2 separate regions of the Sus scrofa genome follow, and region 1 is linked to region 2. A link is a contact called in public HiChIP or PLAC-seq data. All regions are on one chromosome and are shown on one strand. Each heading gives the region's core, a stretch centred on a gene start, on an enhancer-like site or on the middle of the called end of the contact. The rest is flanking DNA. Distances are from core to core; before and after follow the strand shown.

Region 1 (5,844 bases), core at 1,684-4,183, 170 kb before region 2:
CACAGGGGCTGCACCAACTTACTGTGGTGAGGCCGGCAGCTACAGTTCCGATTCGCCCTCTAGCCTGGGAACCTCCATATGCCGAGGGTGCGGCCCTAAAGAGTAAAAAACAAACAAACAAACAAATTGAGATGTTCTACTGGGTCTATTCATTCTCTGGAAAATAGCAATTTGTTGGATGTGTTCCTAAAACTAAGACGTATCTTAATCGTGTCATAGGAAGGCTGATCCTGACGCTTTTCAAGAAGAGTTTAGAAGTGAAAGCAGAGGCCTGACACGTGTTTGTACAGCCATGCTCGTGGCAGTGCTGTTCACAGCAGCCGCCAGGGGTCAGCAGCCCAGGTGCCCGTCGGCGGATGAATGGAGACATCCGTGCAGTGGGGTATATTATGCAGCCTTGAAAAAGGAGGGCCTCTGACACATGCATGAACCCTGAAGACAACATGCGCAGGAAAGAATGCAGCCACAAAAGGGCAAATGTATGATTCTACTGATAGAATCTGGAATTCTGAGTCAGGGAGTAGAATGGGTCACCCGGGGCTGGGGGGGGGGTACTTACTGTTGAGGGGGTGAGAGCTTCATTTGGGAAGAGGGAAATTTCTGGAGGAGGATGGCGATGGTTGTCCAGCCTGTGGATGTGCTCAGGGCCCCTGGCCTCATGCTTAGAAGTGGTTCAGTTGGTCAGTTTTAGGTTATGTCCATTTCACCAGGAGGAAACAAAGAAAAAGATAAGAGTTTGAGCCTTGGAGCCTGGCTTCGGCCCTCGGGGCTCTGCTCCCTGCAGCTCCGGCTCTATCCCACCTGTGCCTCTGGGAAGCATGAGGCTGCACCTCTATCCCTGCAGCGGGAGGGCAAGGACAGGGAGCCCTACAGGAGCCCAGCTCACATGTGGGGTGCCCTTCAGTCCTGACACCACCTCGGGGGGAAGCAGAGCCTCCCTGGTCACAAGCCCCATGCCTTCCACCCTCTGCTTGGCTCCCCAGGGCAGCGGGCCTGGCAGAGCAGCGCACTTCTGCCTGGTGGCTGGGATGGGTGATGCCGCACTGACCGCACCCCCAGATCCCTGTCCTTCCCTTGGCTCCTGCCAGGCTGAAGACGTGGAGCCTGGGTTCAAGGGGCAGTGGGAGCCAGGGGAGGAGGCAGCGAGCTGGCCCCAGGCCCTCCCTGTCTCAGCTGGCTGATGCCCAAGTGGGTGAAGTTTATGGTCTGTCCAGGGTCTGGGGCCGCAGTCAGGAGGGCAGAGGGGCCGAGTCTCCGCCAGGCAGTGCAACACCATTGCCGTGCCCTGGGGACCCCCCTCGCTCCACGGCAGGTCAGCCGGGGTGTCTGTCTGTCCCCATGGCACCACCCTGGTGACCCCAGAAAGTGTATGTGGCCAAGCCTTGCAGGGTCCAGCAGCAGATCCCTGTGTACACACGTACACATGTAAACACACACACACACACACACACACACACACACACACACACACACGTGCACCCAGGCCCATCCCTGGGTGACTTAGTCCTTAAGTTCAGCTTAAGTTGCTTAGGTTAAGGCTTAAATTCTTGAGCCACACCTGCTGCTCTCACGGGGTGGGGGGTGGGGGTGGCATGAATCCCAGTGGGTCGCCTCTTCTCTGTTGGGAGAACCGACTGTGTGGATAAATGGCTTCTCGGGGGACTTTTTCAGCCTGGGGTGACAGGCAGGAGGGGATTTTTTCCTGGGAACTACCCAGTAGTTTAGTATCCTGAGACTCTATCCCGCCTTCTTTCAGAAGGTCAACCCAGGTCTCAAAAGCAAACAAAACACACCCGACTGGGTTTCAGGGCGGCTCAGTGGCTGGTCATAAGCCCCGAGAAACAGGCTGCAGGAGCAGCAGAAACGCCAGCTCTGAGAGGCTCACTTTCTCCCCGTGGTTTGCTCTCGAATCTGCAAAACACCAACAAACCCCACGGCGATTTTGTGTGCCCCTTGCTTCCCAAGCGCGTACTCTTCGCGTCTGATCTCGGTAGAAGAACCTGTACTCAGATCCCACCCCCTCGGGGCAGCCTGCAGCTCCCCGCGGTGCAAGTTAGCATCTTTATTTGGCTAATGCGGGGCTCACTCGAGAGGCTTTTTAAAAACCTGCAAAGCCGAAACCCCAGGCAGCAGTTCTGATCGAATGGGGCTAGTGTGAGGTTTACACATCGACGTTTTGAGAATGTTCTTGCGGGTCCCTGACGCAGAGAACCAGGGATCAGTAACGTGGTTCAGGTGAAGTGATCAGTTTCCCAAGTTCACTCTTCCCCCGCCCCCGATTATCCAGCCTATCAGCCTGGATATTTCTGTCCCAAAACTCAGGACATAAAAACACCTGATTGAAACAGCCAGGGGGCCAAGCCTTGCCTTATGTCAGGCTCCCGTGGGTGAAACCCTCAGGTGACCAGGTCGTGCCTGGCGGGGGGGCGGGCTTCCTGCTGGGGTTGCCTTGCGTCTCTCATCGCCACGAGGCCCCATCCTCATTTGATCTCCTGCTGCTTTGGGAGAATTGTGGAAAGGACTGGCTTTAGCTCTCGGAGCATCGCAGGCTGGGCTGCTCCTGCAGGGGCGTGCTATGTGGATGCCGTTGGAGGGGCCCCAGCTGCGGGGGCCGTGGCCTTTGCATGACTCCGAAATGCACGTGCGATACCCAGTTTCGAGTCATGAATGAGTGATTACAGCCTGCTGCGTGTCAGCTCTTCGTTGTAGGCAAAGTTGTTCAAATTGGGCCATGTCTTCAGGGTCCCGGTGTCCCGCTGTGATGCGGGGCTGAGTGTCCTGTGCTCTGTCTCACGTGGGACGGGCTGAACTGGCACAGGGACCTCTCCCTGACGGAGAACTTTGGAAGAAGGCGCCTTTCCGTGTATGTGGTGTGTTGGCAGGTGTGACGCATTGCAGGGAGCATGGGGACGACCCTATGCAGACGTGACCTTGCTCTGTCCCCGGCTGACCCACTGCGAAGGGATTTCTTCTCCTTCTTCTTCCTTTTCTCCAGCCCTCAGTGTGGGCTAAAAAAAAAAAAAAAAAGAATCCGAAGACAGCTCATACATACTTGCTAATTTGCCAGCTGTCTGCTGCCTCCCGTTGTTTTTGCTGACTTAATAACCCACATTTGCATCAGAGGTCGGAGGAGACAGGAGAGCCTTTAGATTTTTCTCCAGAAGTTCAGGGCCAGCAAATAGGGAGAAGGGGCCAGGGAGGCAGCTCCCCAGGGAGCTGAAGCTTAGGTAGGGCCTCTTCCTCTGGTTGACACAGCGGCTTCTGGCTGCCCCTCCTGCCCGAGGTTCCCTGGCAGACCCCCACCCCGGTCCAGTCCCCTCCGCCCCCCTTTTTTTGGCCCACTGTTCAGATCCACACACATGTGTCTATTTCCTTCAAAAGGGTTTCGTTTCGGGGCCCCGTGGGCAGAGTGGTTAAGGGCGTGGACTTCCAGCTTAGCCGTCAGGCAGCTGGATTCAAGCCCCACTTGTGTGGCTTTCCTTCTCTGAAAACTAGTGACATCATTACTTACCTGAGTGAGTTGTTGAGAAAATATACGTAAAGCTTGAGCCCAGGGCTTAGCCCAGACTCAGGGCTTGGGATAAATGGTAGCTGTTTTAATAATGATTACTACTCTGATTATCGAATAGCTCTTATGGTATTGTGTTCTGGTTATTAGACAATCTTTTAAAATGTAGGAAGGCTTACACACAAAGTGACAGTGAAAATCACCTATAATTCAACCGCCGAGATCCATCATTTCTGATGTATAGAAACACCTAATGTTTTCTAGAGAATTGAGATTCCACCAGCATTAGTTTGTTTTTTTTTTTTTTTTTAGGGCTGCAGGTGTGGCACATGGAAGTTTCCAGGCTAGGGGTCAAATCAGAGCTGTTGCTGCCAGCCTACACCACAGCCACAGCCACAGCCACCCCAGATCTGAGCTGTGTCTGCAACCTACACCACAGCTCACGGCAACGCCGGATCCTTAACCCACTGAGCGAGGCGAGGGATCAAACCCACACCCTCGTGGACACTCATAAGGTTCGTTACCACTGAGCCATGACGGGAACTACACCAGCATTAGTTAAAAAAATTTTTTTGTTCGAGTATAGTTGATTTACAGTGTTGTGTTAATTTCTGCCGTATAGCAGTGATTCAGTTATACATACATATATATATTCTTTTTCATATTCTTTTCATTGTAGTTTATCACAGGATATTGAGGGTAGTTCTCTGTGCTCTACAGTAGGATCTTCTTATTTATTCTGTAGATGCAAGTTTGCACCTGCCAATCCCAAATTTCCAACTGACCCCTCCCACACCCCCTTCCCCAGGTCTGTTCCCCGTGTTCCATCAGCATTACTTTTATATGTAATTTCCTTTTTGCCGTGTTCTGCTATCAGCAGTGCACCTTATGCGTGGCTCATGGCATTGGTCAAAGAACACGCTCGCCTTGGCAGTGACACCATCCGGGTCCCGTGACTGCTGTGTCTGTGGTTTTTATCTTTTTCCTTCTTATTTCTCAGTGATGAATTCCTTCTGTTTTATCTTTTTCCCCCGTTTTTTATTATTAAAGTATAGTTGATTCACAATGTGTGCCGCTTTCTGCCGTACAGCAAAGGGACCCCGTCATACATAGGCATATATTCCCTCTCTTATAGTATCTTCCAGCAGGTTCTATCCCAAGAACCTGTGCTCTACAGCAGGACCTCACTGGCCATCCCTTCTAAATGGAACAGTTGCATCTACTAACCCCAACCCCAGTCCATCCCTCTCCCTCCCCCTCCCCCTTGTCAACCACAAGTCCGTTCTGTATGCCCTTGAGTCTGTTTCTGTTCTGTAGATAGGTTCATTTGTGCCATATTTTAGATTCCACATGTAAGTGATACCATACGGTATTTGTCCTTCTCTCTCTGACTGAGTGTGAGAATCTCTGGTTGCATCCATGTTGTTGCCAATGGCATTATTGTGTTCTTTTTTATGGCTGAGTAGTATTCCATTGTGTATTTGTATCACATGTTCTTAATCCATTTGTCTATGGTGGACATTTAGATTGTTTCCATGTCTTGGCTCTTGTGACTCATGCTGCAGTGAACATAGGGTGCATGTCACTTTCTGAATTGTAGTTTCGTCCGAATCTGTGACATGGTGCTGAGTTTCTGATGCCCTGTGGTGGGGGTGGGTCATCAGGTGGGGTCCTCTGCATTGGCTGCGTGGCTGTGGGGGTGCTTCCTGCTTGATTTGTGCACCCCAGGGACACCCTTGGAGCCGGTGCTCTGCCCCCCTCCTTTGGCACGGGCGGGGCTCTCCCCACACACCTCTATTCCCCGCCCACCCCCCGGGTGTCCTTCCAGCTCTGGAGGCAGCAATCTGGGGCAGCCCAGGCCAGGACACCATGGCTGGGGCCAGTTTCCTAAAGACCAAAGTTTTAGGAAAGAGAACCCTGCCCCTGCCCCTGCTCCCGGCTCCAGAAGGCAGACGAGAAGGGGCTCATGGATCCCCCTGGACAAGACAGCCTCTGGGAGCAGCCAGAGATCACAAGCAGCCAATCCCAGGCCCCCCACCTCGAGTGGGGCACCTTTGCTGAGTGCCTGACGTGCTGTCCCTTCAGCCCCCGTGTTCACTTAGGGTCAGGGACCGTGAGAAGGGCAGACTAGGCTGCAGATGGGATGGGCGGCAGCTTACCTGCAACTGGGGATTCCTGCCTCCCCCACCTGTCCCAGGAGGTGCAGTCAGTGGGGAGAAACATGGAAGGGGCTGGGAGGCAGACAACGGCCATGGCAGTGGAAGTAAGTCTTCAGCTTTCTGCAGCTTATGGCTAACACGGCATTTGATTTGTTTTTGGAAGAGGAAGATGAATTT
Region 2 (6,523 bases), core at 2,139-4,638:
GGGAACTCTGTCTCCTAATATTTTAGAGTGGATGCTGTAACGTTGATGGAGATAAGTGGGCGTGGATGGGCTGTGTCGAGGGAGCTTCAGGGAAGGGTGGCTCAGCTGAGTTGTGGGGTTTGGGACACCCTCTTGGCTCTCCTGCTCTTGTGTCTTCTTGGCTGGAGCAGAGCCTACAGAAAAGCTCGCCTGACCTCTTGCTGGAGGGTCAGGGCCTGAGTACCAGCTCTGAGAGCCAAAGAGGGCAAGAGGGCCAGGTGGGGAGGGTCCCAGCGTCTGTACTGAATCCGGTCACCCGTGCCTCTCGTACCCGCTACCCCCTACATGCAGGGGAAAGATGCTTTAGGACACATGGGAAAGGAAGCTGGGGCTGCTGCTTGCCTAGGACTAGCTTGTGTGTGCAGGTGCCTCTCCCCTCTCCTGTTGTTGGTGGGAGGGGTCTAGCACAGACCTGACTGATTTTGACTTTGACACATCCCATCCTTCCCCATCTGCCTCCCGGTGCGAGTTTGGAGGTCTGATCTCCAGATGAGATGTGCTTGTCTCCACACTCCGACTGCTCGTTCACAGGGCAGCCGGCTTGGAGCCCTGAACTGGACCTGTCACTTCGCCGACGGGCCCCTCCTCTCGTGGGGCATGTAAAAACGCAGGGAGGACCCAGCGTGTCATCTGCTCCTGGGTCGTCAGCTCCCGTTTCTGGCTGTGAGCAGGGCTTCCAGGGGAACTACTTTCTCACACACACGTGTGACTCACACACGTGCTACCCACAAACACAGCAGGTCATTGTCGCTGGAACACACACTGGACACTCTGTTGAATTCGTTGGATTAAAGGACGGTAGGTCAACAGCTGATCCAGGACAGAGGAAACTACAACTGAAAACCCAACCAGGGAAGGGAATCCATGCTGCTGCTAAGAACCCGGGCGATTTTATCATCTATTTTCTCAAAGCCAAGTGATGAGTGTGTCTGGGTTGGTCCGAATACTTGAGCAATTTCTTCTCCAGAAAGACATCCTTCGTGTCCTCTTTTCATGACTTTCCTGAAGGTCTCGCACATAGTAGGCCCTCAAAAATAGTTGCCACGATGTGCTGAATCCATGGCGTGAAGGTGGGTGGTGGGGACGGCTCAGCGTGGAGGTGCAGACTCCGAAGGCTGGGCAAGTGCCAGCTCCTTCTGGGGTGACTTTCACACTGAAAGCTCCATTGTGCCCGCTGCCTGCCTTGGGCCACTGACGGGCTTCTTGGCAGCCGGCTTTGCCCTGGAGTCGGCACTTGCCGTCTTCGTTCTGCTTTTGGCCCAGGGTGTCTTGAGACAGGTTGAATAACCGCCCTGGAGTCCCGCCAGAGTCACAAGACGGGGAAGGGCTAGAAGCGCAGCAGGAGGCAGGGCAAGGGGGGGTGGGGGGGGGACGGGCAAGGGGGAGGTGGGGAAGTGAGGGGTGCGAGAGGTGGCGGGGGTGGGGTGCAGGGGGTGGGATGCAGGAGGTGGGGGGCGGGGGAGTCAGAGGTGGGGGTCGGGGGAGACTGGGGTGGGGTGGGGGCGGGGGGGTGGGGGCGGTGCGGGAGATGGGGTGGGGGGTTGGGGATGTGGGGGCGGGGAGGAGGGGGGTGGGGGAAGTGGGTGGGCAGGAGTTGGGGATGTGGGGGCGGGAAGGTGGGGATGTGGGGGCGGGAAGGTGGGGATGTGGGGGCCGCGAGGTGGGGGATGTGAGAGGTGGCGGGCAGGGGAGGCGAGGGGGGAGGCGAGGGGTGGGGGAGGCAGGGACGGGGGCGGGGGGTGGCGGGAGAGCAGAGGAAGTTCAGCATCCTGGGGTTTCCGGGGCCTCCACTCTGCTCAGAGACCAGGATGAGTCGAAGCAGTTGAGACTTTGGGCAAGGCGTGCCCTTCCCGTCGGGGTTATGTGTTCCCTCCTGTCTGGCGGGTTTGTCTGGCTGTGTCCCCAAACCTACAAACACAGCTTCTCTAGGCAGAGCCTTCGTTCCTCCTGAGCAGACAGGCAGTTCCAGGGGCCCCGGGTTCAGAGTCCACGCAGCCGTGACCCGAACCGAGGCATCCGTAGTCTCCGACGTCTGCCACGGATGGAGGCTCCTGAGCTGAGGTCAGGAGAGGATCCCCCGGCTTTGGGTCGCCCTCCACCGCCCATGGAGGAAGCGAACTCGAATGCGGAGCAAGGCTGGCTGCTCCTCGGAACGAAGGGAAAAAACAGTGTCGAGGTTAAAAGCAGGAACCGGAGGCGGCCCCTCAGGTGGGACCGAGGCCGCTTGCGCACTGATTCTGTGCCCAGCTGTCCCCGCGCCTTCCGCGCTCCCAGGATCGCTTTCTTTTATCCGCGGCGCTGCTCCCGTTAGCTTGCCATGTAACCTACTTGTTTATTTGTGTATCATTTCCTGGCTTTCTCGTCTCCCACCCTTAAAGACCAGGAATCTTTGCTTTTGGGGAAGCTACGTTTTGGCTGTGTCCTCAGAATCTAGGAGGCTTGGGACCCGTAGTAGGTCCTCATGAGCTATTTGTGGAATGTGGTTAATATCCGCACCAGCCGCAACGAGATTGTCTGAAGTTACATGGTTAATATTGCAGTGCATTCAAGATAGGGCCCGCGGCGTGGTAGGTGCCACACAAGTGCAGTGACCACGTGTGTCCAGCTGGCCCAGGAAAGACCTGCCTTTGACCTGTTTCCTGGACTAATCACAAATAGTGCTCTCTCTCTCTCAGTAGGAAAAAAAAAGGGACTTGTTTTAGATGTTAACGATGTGGTTTTCCTACACATAAGTGTTTTTACTCATTTGTGTAAGAAATTTAAGAATTGCCTGCTGTGTATGAGGTGCCACGTTAGATGCTCAGAGTGGCCCCTGTAGTTCCTGCCCTCCTTGTGGCCTCTCCCTGGGCAGCTTTAAGGACATGACTAAGTAGACTTGAGCACATGGGTAATAATAATAATTAGATTTGCATCCATGTAGTTCGTTGTTTTATGAACATGTTTTTTCATTAATCAGTCTTTACAGCAACCCGACACAGTAGAAATGATGGCTCTTAGCCTTTTGCTGATGAAAAACTGGGCTTCTGACAATGACTGGTAGAGGGAGCAGAGCTCGAACGCGCTCGTCCAAGGCTCTGATTCCTGCACATTTTCCTGCTGAGTTGCAGCAGTGGCCCAGAGGGTCGACCAGATGACTGATAGTCACTGCTCTATGATCTGCAGCTCTTTTCTGATCTGTTCTTTAAACATGTGGAGATTACACGGATTAAAGGTGGGATGCACATTTTGAACTAAGAGCAAGGCAGAAGAACTGATTCTTCGGATGCCTCATCTTGCCTGATGAATGAAGTGTCTCAAGTCCAAGACAGCCCTGGGTACGGTGGCAGGAACAGTGGCAGTAGAGGCAGCTTTTCTCACGTTCCTCTGCCTCCCTCTAGAGACTCAAGTCCAGAATTACTGTCATATATTTTATGTACTATTTTATATATATGTAAAATAGTAATATGTAATGTAATATAATAGTAATATATACATATATAAATACAGCAGTGATATGTATATGTATTTATTTATTTTTGCAGTACAGTTGTTGCAAGAACACAGAGGCTACGAAAGATGCCAAGTCTTAACTTTTCCTTCCTTCCTTTTCTCCCTCTGCCTCATGCGTGGGAAGCACTATAGTGACAGCCAAGGAGACAAAGATAAAATCCTGGCTCAGGGTTTTTATCTTCCTGTTCTTTTTTCTCACTTTGGCAATCCCTCTTTGTACCAAAAACAAAAACAAAAAACCCCAAACCAAACCAAACAACAGCAACAACCACAACAACCGCCAAGGAAAGGAAGAGTGGACGTGACCACTCCTCCCAGGTCCCCCTTTCTCACGTAGGTGGCGCTCCGTGTTGTATGCGACACTCCACTGAGGGCAGGACGCCCTTTGCTCTGTGTCTGCACATTATACCCTGGCCGCTCCCCCCTTCTCTCTTCCCTCCTCCCCGCTCCTCTCCCCCCCCATCTCTCTAATCCTTCACTAAGCTTTTGTGTCTTGTGTTCGCTCTGCTCTGCCCACTAATATCCTAGGCAGGGGAGCCAGGGACACCTTCGACACACTCATCCCCGAGGGTTCCTCTCTTGCCTGAGACACCGCTCACCTCTGTGCTGGAACATTTTGTTTCCAGCAATTTGCAGAAGGCAAAACCTCCGAGGCAGAAGTGTGGTGGGAGTCGGGCTCCTCAATGCCACTGTCCTCAGACAAACACCAAGGAATGTGCTACCAGCCCCAACACGACGGCTGCCGTTGAGGCCATGCCTTCTGCTTGGAAACGAGGAAAGGAGGGAAGGGGTCGTACCGAGCATGCTTTCTTTGCAGCGGGATTCAAGGGGTTTGAGTCTACCAGCTTCTCCCCGGAGCTGCCCTGTGTCTGTGGACCGGGAGTTCCTGGATCTTCCCCAGCTGAGACTGGTGGGTCTCAGATGAAATGTTGGCCAGGCACAGAAGCAGTGCTTCTCCTCATGCTAAAGACTTGACGGAACTCGGGGAAGGTAGTCTGTGGGTATTTCACATAGAATTCAAGGTGACTCTTATCCGTGTGCCTCTTATTATTGCCGCAAGCACACTGTTCTGCAATCTGGCATTTCACCCTATAGCTGCAAGGGCTTGAATTATGTAAGTTTATTTTTGCATCTCCAGTGCTTGGGACATGGTGCTCAAGAATGGCTTGTTTGAAGAATGAATGAATGCCCTGTAAAACTCCTAGAGGAGAACATAGGCAGAACACTCACTCTCTCACATGAATCACAGCAAATTTTTTTGGATCGGTCTCCTAGAGTTATGGAAACAAAAGAAAAAATAAACAAATGGGATCTAATTAAACCTAAAAGCTTTTGCACAGCAAAGGAAACCATAAACAAAATGAAATGACAACCTATGGGAACGGGAGGAAATATTTGCAAGCGATACAACTGCCAAGGGCTCAGTCTCCAAATGTACGAATAACTTATGCAACAACAGCAAAAAAAAAACAACCCAATCAAAAAATGGGAAAAGGGAGGTCCCCCTGTGGTGGGGTGGGTAGAGTCTCTGATTGCAGCGGCTCGGGTCACTGCAGAGAGGCAGGTTTGATCCCCAGCCCAGCACAGTGGGTTAAAGTATCTGTCATGGCTGCAGCTGTGACTCAGATTCAAGTCTCGGCCTGGGAACTTCCACGTGCTGCAGTGCAGCCATTGAAAAAGGAAGGGGGGCAGAAGACCTAGATAGACAGGTCTCCAAAGACACACAGATGGCCAACAGGCACAGGAAAAGATACTCAATATTGCTAACTAGTAGAGAAATGCAAATCAAAACTGTGAGGTGTCACCTTCACACCAGTCTGAATGGTCATTATCAAGAAGTCTACAAACAATAAATGCTGGAGAGGGTGTGGAGAAAAGGGAACTCTCCTAAACCCTAAAGGGTTGGTGGGAATGCAAATGGGTGCAGCCACTATGCCAAAGAGTATGGTGTATCCTTGGAAAACTACCATAGGATCCAGCAGTCCCGCTCCTGGGCATGTAACTGGAAAAGAAGAACATTCTAATTCTGAAAGATGCATGCACCCTAATGTTCATAGCAGCACTATTTACAATAGCCAAGACATGGAAACAACCTAAATATTCGACAGATGAGTGGATAGAGTACTGTGTGTATCCATCCATTCATCCATCCATATATACACACAATGGAATATTACTCAGCCATGAAAAGAATAAAATACGTCAATTGCAGCAACATGGGTGGGCCTAGAGATTATCATACAAAGTGAAGTAAGCCGGACAGAGAAAGACAAATATCGTATGATTTCACTTGTGTGTGGAATCTAAAATAAAAAGACACAAATGAATTTATTTACACAACAGAAATGGGCTCACAGACGTAGAAAACAAATCTCTGGTTATCAAAGAGGAATAAATTAGGGATTTGGGAGTAACAGATACACACAACTATATTTAAAATAGATTACAACAAGGACAGGGAACTCTAGTGCATATCTTATAATATCCTATAATGGAAAAGAATCTAAAAAAGAATGGAAAAGTAATATCTATAGTACTGAATCACTTTGCTGTCCACCTGAAACATTATAAATCAACTGTACTTCCATAAAAATAAAGAGAATGAATGGATGAGTGAGTAATGATTCGCCTAAGCAAGACTCTGTTCTTAAAATCAAACACAAACATTAATTTTTTCCTGAGTACACTTTCCAGGCCAACCGTGTGATATGAAGGCTTTTGGGAAAGGTCTTCATGATTTTATAATCTTCGAGGTGAAGAATAAGGCATAAAACTACCTATGAAGCAATGACAGAAGCTACTAGGCTACAAAAGCAAGGAAAAAACACCTGCAAAGACAAACTTTCTAATAAAAAGCACCCGGAGATCTGACAGTTGAGAGAGAATTTGGGGTCATTGTGATCACGGTTGTAGGTGTAAGAACGAACAAATAGAGATGTCTACTCTTTCTCTGCCAAGGTTAAGGGCCAAATCTTTATGGTCCTTAGGGAGAGTG

The links. HiChIP or PLAC-seq counts read pairs in DNA pulled down with a chosen protein or histone mark.
Region 1: a contact with region 2 is called in an H3K27ac HiChIP or PLAC-seq map of alveolar macrophages. The contact joins two enhancer-like sites. A contact is called at or near these places in 1 of 5 promoter capture datasets (liver), 18 of 47 Hi-C or Micro-C datasets (alveolar macrophages, blood, embryonic fibroblasts and 11 more) and 2 of 2 datasets of contacts at active chromatin or transcription factors (alveolar macrophages and skeletal muscle).

Annotation. Positions count from the first base shown.
Region 1 is chr10:64,816,795-64,822,638 of Sscrofa11.1, reverse strand. All of the region lies in intron 1 of PFKFB3 (6-phosphofructo-2-kinase/fructose-2,6-bisphosphatase 3), which reads left to right. Among named protein-coding and RNA genes, the nearest start is that of PFKFB3, 39 kb to the left of the region's middle. Within about 2 kb of position 2,933, at least 18 of the 83 cell types and tissues checked have an H3K27ac peak or open chromatin away from gene starts, as enhancers often do. A contact at or near this core is called in alveolar macrophages and omental adipose tissue, where this site is marked.
Region 2 is chr10:64,646,571-64,653,093 of Sscrofa11.1, reverse strand. No RefSeq gene overlaps it. Among named protein-coding and RNA genes, the nearest start is that of PRKCQ, 210 kb to the right of the region's middle. Within about 2 kb of position 3,388, at least 6 of the 83 cell types and tissues checked have an H3K27ac peak or open chromatin away from gene starts, as enhancers often do. A contact at or near this core is called in alveolar macrophages and omental adipose tissue, where this site is marked.